Regions from separate parts of the Canis lupus genome. Here region 2 is linked to region 1. A link is a contact called in public Hi-C data. All regions are on one chromosome and are shown on one strand. The core of a region is the stretch at or near the end of the contact, and the rest is flanking DNA. Distances in the headings are between cores, read along the strand shown. Region 1 holds the start of BHLHE41 (basic helix-loop-helix family member e41). Region 2 overlaps SSPN (sarcospan).

Region 1 (3,049 bases), core at 46-2,545:
CAGCGGGAGCCCCGGGAGTCCCGCGGGACCAGCCCTCCCCGGCCGCCCCCGGCCGCCCTCGGCCCCCCTGCGCCGGCGGCGTGGGCGGGGCGCCTCCGCGGGCGCCTCTCGGTAACTCTCGCTGGCCGTGAGTCACGCTGCCGGGATGGCTCCGCGGAAAGGTGGCCCGGCGGGCGCCGCCGTGTGCTTCCCCGCGCCGGGCGCCGCTGCTCCCGGGCGAGCGCGCGCACGGCTTCCCCGCGCAGTGATGTGGCAGCGGCGGCAGGTCGGCTCACGTTGCCGGCCCTGTGCTGGTGCCCGTTCGCGACGGGATTAAGGAGGGAGGCTCTGGAGGTGCCAGCGGTAGTAAACGTGGGCTCTGCACACTCCCGGCGTCGCTTATCACACGGCGGGGGGGGGGGGGGTGAGCACGCAGCAGCCCCGCGAGGCGGTGGGGGCGGCGGAGAATGCGGCACCGCTGCTCCGCGGCAGCCCCTCTCGTGCCGCCCCCCCCCCCCCCGCTCCTCCGGGAGCACCAGAGGCCCCAACGTCGTCATCTGCTTCTGTGATTAGTGGCACCGCAATTCCGGCTGCTGCGGGAAGTTCGGGTGGCCCAGGGACACCGCTGTCGCCGAAAGACACTTGGATTGCGACATTCTGACCCAGTGACTACATTTTCCTTTATTTTTAAATCCTTCGGGGAGGGGATTTCAAGTTGCCCCATTAGGGGGCAACTCCCAACCAGGGCCAAGGGGTCCTCCCCTCCCCCCCCACGCCCCCCACCCCCCACCCCCAGGCCACCGAGCCACAGGGAGCAAACAAGTCTCCAAATTTTCCTCCGGGACTGAAGTTTGCCCACCGCGAATTCTCTTTCTCTTTCCTTTCTCGGGTCCGAACCACCCGTGCAGGCGGTGGCGAAGCAAAAAAGCCACGTTCGCGTTCCTACACCGTAATGACGGACCGAGCGAAGGAGTAGCGTTTCCGAGCCGAGGAAGCCCTGGCGGCCCCGCACCCCCGGCGCCCCCTCCCCCTCCCCCCTCCCCTCCGCCCCCCTCCCCCGCCCCTCCCCCAGCTGACTGCAACGCCTTTGGGAAGATGAATAGCTTGGCCGAAGTTGTTTTTCCTTTCCGGTGGCCCTGATCAGGTGTCCCCGCCCCCTCCTGCCGCTCGCCTTCCCTCGCAGCCCGCTCCCGGCACCCCCTCCCGGCCCGGCCCCTCCTCCCCCGCCCCCCTCCGGGCTGGACCGCGGATGGTACGTTCCGCACGTGAGCTGGGTGCTGGTCTGGCCGGCGACGCGCGTGCCCTGTGGCCAAACACTGCCCGGAGTGAGAGCAAACTACCAGCGCAGTGGGGCCGGCGCGAGTGTGCGTGCGTGTGTGTGCGTGTGTGCGAGAGAGCGAGCGCGGTGGGAGGGGGGGAACCAACTGCTTCACACTTTCAACACTGCACTGAAGAAGGGAGAGAGAGAGAGAGAGAGACTGGAGACGCACAGATCCCCCCAAGATCTCCCAAAGCTATCGTCCCGCAGATTATAGAACAGAACCCCAAAAAATCGAAACAGAGGAAACGGACAGCGGTTGAACATGGACGAAGGAATTCCTCATTTGCAAGAGAGACAGTTACTGGAACATAGAGATTTTATAGGGTAAGGTGCACGCACCCTTGCGAATATCTGTCTAGGCTTCAGTTTGATTTTTTTTTTTTTCTTTTTCTTCTTCTTCTTCTTCTTCTTCTTCTCCAGAAAGTGGTATGGAGCGGGCAAGGGCAGTGCCCCTCCCCGAGTGGGTGCCTGATGCTGATTTCTGTTTTGCAGACTGGACTATTCCTCTTTGTATATGTGTAAGCCCAAAAGGAGCATGAAGCGAGACGATAGCAAGGTAAGTGTAAGTTTCCGATGTTCCCCATAACCTGCCTGGATAGTTAATTAGGGCCATTGATTTCACAGCGAAGCTCTGCCCGCAAATATATTCCAGCCCTTGAGCTTCCCCAACTGTGAATTTTAAGTGGTTTGCTGGATACTCTCGGGGGGGGATTAAACATCATACCTGAATTCAAATTGCATTTCAGAACAGTCCAGAGGAAAGGTTTCTTGGGCATAGTTTATCACATAATATGGGGCTCTGGGGGGGGGGTATTGTTTTATCCAATAAATGTTTAGCTTATTGTTTTGTTTCTTCCATGACTGTCGTATATTAAGGATACCTACAAATTACCGCACAGATTAATAGAAAAGAAAAGAAGAGATCGAATTAATGAATGCATTGCTCAGCTGAAAGATTTACTGCCTGAACATCTGAAGTTGACAGTAAGAGACACATTTTCATTCTTTGCTGCTCTCCAAGGGCGTGTTAATAGCTTGGTACTACTCCCAGAGATATAAGAATAAATGTAAATATCATATGCCTTACAACTTGTGCTATAGTGTAGAGTTTCCCACAAACTCAAGAGTAGGTGCTCACAAGCTGAAGGCAAGAAATCATGTATAACCCGTCATTTCTGGAAAGCTCAAGAAGTATAGGAATAGTACTTCTTTCAGAATGTTTGCTTAAGTTGCTGTGCTGAGTGGAGAGCCAATCAAGCCAAATGTGCGTTTTTAAGTAACCAAGTGCCCCCTTCTCTTTTGCACCCTGCAGACTCTGGGGCATCTGGAGAAAGCGGTAGTCTTGGAATTAACTTTGAAACACTTAAAAGCTTTAACAGCCTTAACCGAGCAGCAGCATCAGAAGATAATTGCTTTACAGAATGGTAAGTCGGTTCAGGGAGGCCAACCCACCCTGATGAAGCCGGGCAGCCCACAGAGGGGCAGTGTTTGGGACTCTTTCCCCACCCCCACCCGCACCCGCACCCGCACCCGCACCCCCACCTCCTTCCTTGGGCCCACGGGGCTCACTCTCATTTGTTAAATTGCTTTATACTTTCCCTTCATTGGAAAGTGCCCATTTCCCGAAGCATCCTAGAGGCTTTCAGCAGAACTCGGAGGAATCAGATTTTTATTTAAAGTGGCGGTTGCGCTCTCCACTTTGGTTTTCCAGCAGGGAGTAGAGCGCGCCCCCCCTCTGCTCCCCACCCC
Region 2 (3,421 bases), core at 223-2,722, 100 kb before region 1:
CGTCATTGTATTATTTTAAGGATCAAAAGAGTTGATATCTGTAGAGTTGTGTCTAGAGCACAGCAGCACTACAGAAGTACTCGTGAAGTCAATAAACAAATTACTAGAGATGGAAAGAGCTGCCAGTTCGCAAGACTCAGGACATCAACTCTACCGCTTTGTCTCACTCTTTGTCACGTGGAAATAACAACGCATAGTTGGCTTGTAGAAAGGATGTAAACATTTACACAAGCACAGGGATCGCTCAATTTTAATGGAGCATCTTAAACGTGCTAGAAGCCAGCGAGAACACAAACAAAAGCCCTGCCCCTTAGTCCCGCTGAATATGATGAATACATTTTCCTGGGTGCACCTCTTTCTACATCGCACACCCCCCCCCCCCGCCTGCAACCACCGGGCCCAGGGAACAGGAAGGAGCCACAGAATCAAATTTCTTAACCGCGTTGAGACCTGCTTGACCCCCCCCCCCCCCCGCCCCCCAGCCTTGGGCTCCCTCCGCAAGCGCTGTAGCATTTTTCCTTCCCCGGCTTTTAATTCATCTGACAGCAACAAGCTTCTGGGTTAGAATCTGTAATTCAAAATCAAGTGACTTGTGTTCCCTACGCGGCACGAAGGAACTATCCCCGAAAGTGTTTACGATGACCTTGGGCACGCGGGCAAATATCTCTTGATAAAAGCGGGGTCCGGACGCGTTTGTCTGGCCCGCGCGTCTGGGAGCGGGGCGGGGCGGGGGGCAGGGGGGGCGCCCGGCGGGTCGGGGGGGGCGAGCAGGGGGGGCGAGCAGACGGGGGCGCCCGGAGGGGGCGGGGGCGCTCGGGAGGGGGCAGGGGGGACAGACAGGGGGGCGCACGGCGGGTCGGGGGGAGGGAGAGGGAGAGGGGGGCGCCTGGCGGGGCGGGGGGGCAAGCAGGGGGGCAGGCAGGGGGGGCGGCCGGGGCTCCGGCGCTTATGTGACAGCGGCTCCCGCCCCGGCTGCCGCCCCGGCCCGGGTGCCCGCTCCCGGCTGCCGCCCCGGCGTCCGCGGCCTTGGAGGAGCGGCCGGGCCCCGCGCGGGGAGGCTGCGGCGGCAGCAGCCCGGGGGCGGCCCGCGTGTGTGCGCGAGGCCCCTGCGCCTGAGATGCCCTCGCGGGGCGTGTGCCCGGTTGTGTTTCCGAGCACGTGAGCCGGACACGTTTGTGACACCCGTCAAGGTGAGCCCCGGGAGGACAGGGCCACGCGGAGAGGCCGGAGGCCCCGCCCCGGGCCAAGGGCCGGCCAAGGCCACCGGCTGCAGCCCCGGGAGAGAGGAGGAAGGCGGGGGCTGAGCCGGAAAGCCGAGTCCCGCGGCTGTTGTCTCTAGGAAGAAGGGAGCGAGTGTGCGCGCGTGTGCGCGTGTGTGCGCGTGTGTGCGCCCTCTCGAGTGCAGAGAGCCGCGCTGAGCTCCGCTGATCGCCCTGGCCGGCTGGGTCTTGAAGAGGAGGGGACAGATCCCCAGCAAGGCGTAGGCCCGGGTACAGTCCTCGGGCCCTGAAACGCGGCTGTGCTGGTGAGAAACCCCAGGAAGACGCCTTTCGTGCCTCCCCCGCCTCCCGCCCAAGTGGTGGGGAAGCGCAGGGGAAGCCCGCCCCGACGTGTTGTGCCTTTGGAAGACCTGGAGATCGACTGAAGCCCATTTTAGACCCGAAGATAATGTAGCGGCACCTTAGAGAGCTGCCAGCGAGCATCACGGAAGGTCACATCCGGGAGAAGAGAAAAGTGCCTCCCTATTTGTCAATGTCTGTCACAGGTGGGGGGGGGGGGGCGGCGGGAGGTACCTAATGAGACCGTCCTAGCGGGGAATTCGCACCCTGGCTGACCCTGGCAGTGATTTTTTTTTTAATTTTATTTTATTTTATTTTATTTTACTTTACTTTATTTTAGTCCTTGCTCCTTATTTTAAGTGCAGGTGTTGAGATGGCTTTGGGGGTCTCTAAAGCTAGGCAGGTGCCTCTGCTGGGTCATCTGGAGGGGAAATGAAGGCATTTCACAGAAGCTGATGAACCCAGCGGAGAGCACGTCTTACCCTAGGGAAAGAGGTTCCTGTAATTTAACAGGACATTTCTTACTAGGCTTTCTGGCATTTTTTTTTTTTTCAAAATCATCACTAAATCTTGCTGTGTTTAATCAGACCTCTACAAAAAAAATAAACATGACCTCTTTTAAGGAACATCCTCACACAGAAAAAGTAAAATTTCCAAATGTAGGCATATCCATGAAATTTTATCAATTTTTAAAAATAGAATCGCTTATTTAATTAGGAAAGTTATATCTATTAAAGAACATTTCAAAATTAGAGAAAAAGACTACAAAATGTGGCTATTCTCTCACCACTCACAGATAATTATTTTTTCTATGCACTGAAAGGTATTTTTTTTTTTTTATTTCTGTGGGATCACACCATATATTTTGTGTAGCCAGCTTTTTCTGGCTACTTGATATAATGTGAACACTTTTATTCCATTAATTACTCTTTTACAACATGGATTTAAATATACGTACATATAAGCATTTTGCTTTTTTATGTCAACCGCTTCAATTATACTAGAATACAAAATATCTTCTCTGCAGCTTCCTAATTTCTAAATAATACAGTCGATTTACTCTTATGTGCCATGGTTTCTTGCTTGAACAAAGAAGTATCCAGTTATTATGTGTTTTGTTATAAGAGAAAAATAAACAACGTGAGTGGACCAAAAAAAAATCCTCAACAAACTAACATTACAGAAAATGTTTTGTTCTCTGCCACAAGTAGTTGAAAGAAAATGTAGGAATTTGATTTCTACTAGCTCTGACTGCTGATTTGGGTGTTTATCTCCCTAAACTCTAAAAGGGTGTGTCTATGTTTCTCTTTGGAGTAGACTCTACGGTGCAGTGAAAATGCTGTGTACTTAAACTGGTTCCAACCAAATGCACCATCTTAGACAAAAAATATATATATGCATGTGAAAGACACATACACGCACACTTGTTAAACCATGCATATCCCACCCTCCCCCCTTTGCCCTCAGACTCTTGGCACAGATAGTTTGGATGCACCCAATGTACTTTTTCTGTCTCAGTGACCCCACCTACAAAAGGAAATACACTTAGACTGCTTCCCTATTAAAATATTCTAAAAACCCCCAAGATATGGAAGTGGACACTAATAGAGACACCTTTTCCCTGGCCAAGTGTTTTGCTGAACTGATGAATTTTCAATATTCCTTTTAAGGGCATTGAAGGACAGACTTCATATGCTCTGCGCCAACCTAGTGCATGGAAATTAAGACTTAAAAAAAAAATCCGCATTACCTTTGGGGTCTGGATGAATGCCCTCCTAAAACATTTTTTTGCAATTTCTCAAATAATCAGATCTGCAACCCCTTAAAAAGCATTCTTTTATTTTGTACTTGTGGGTCTTTTT

Evidence for each region. A called contact is a pair of places that touch in the nucleus more often than the background predicts.
Region 2: a Hi-C map of amygdala shows a contact between it and region 1, with 3 times the contacts expected there. The contact joins the enhancer-like site here to the promoter of BHLHE41 in region 1. A contact is called at or near these places in 2 of 9 Hi-C or Micro-C datasets (amygdala and skin fibroblasts).

The regions. Positions count from the first base shown.
Region 1 is chr27:25,084,184-25,087,232 of UU_Cfam_GSD_1.0, reverse strand. It overlaps BHLHE41 (basic helix-loop-helix family member e41), which reads left to right and starts at 1,295. Exons shown (of 5, transcript NM_001002973.1): 1 at 1,295-1,624; 2 at 1,793-1,856; 3 at 2,177-2,284; 4 at 2,613-2,724. The coding sequence starts at 1,563.
Region 2 is chr27:25,184,477-25,187,897 of UU_Cfam_GSD_1.0, reverse strand. The region is part of intron 2 of SSPN (sarcospan); the gene reads right to left. Among named protein-coding and RNA genes, the nearest start is that of SSPN, 28 kb to the right of the region's middle. Within about 2 kb of position 1,472, at least 11 of the 20 cell types and tissues checked have an H3K27ac peak or open chromatin away from gene starts, as enhancers often do.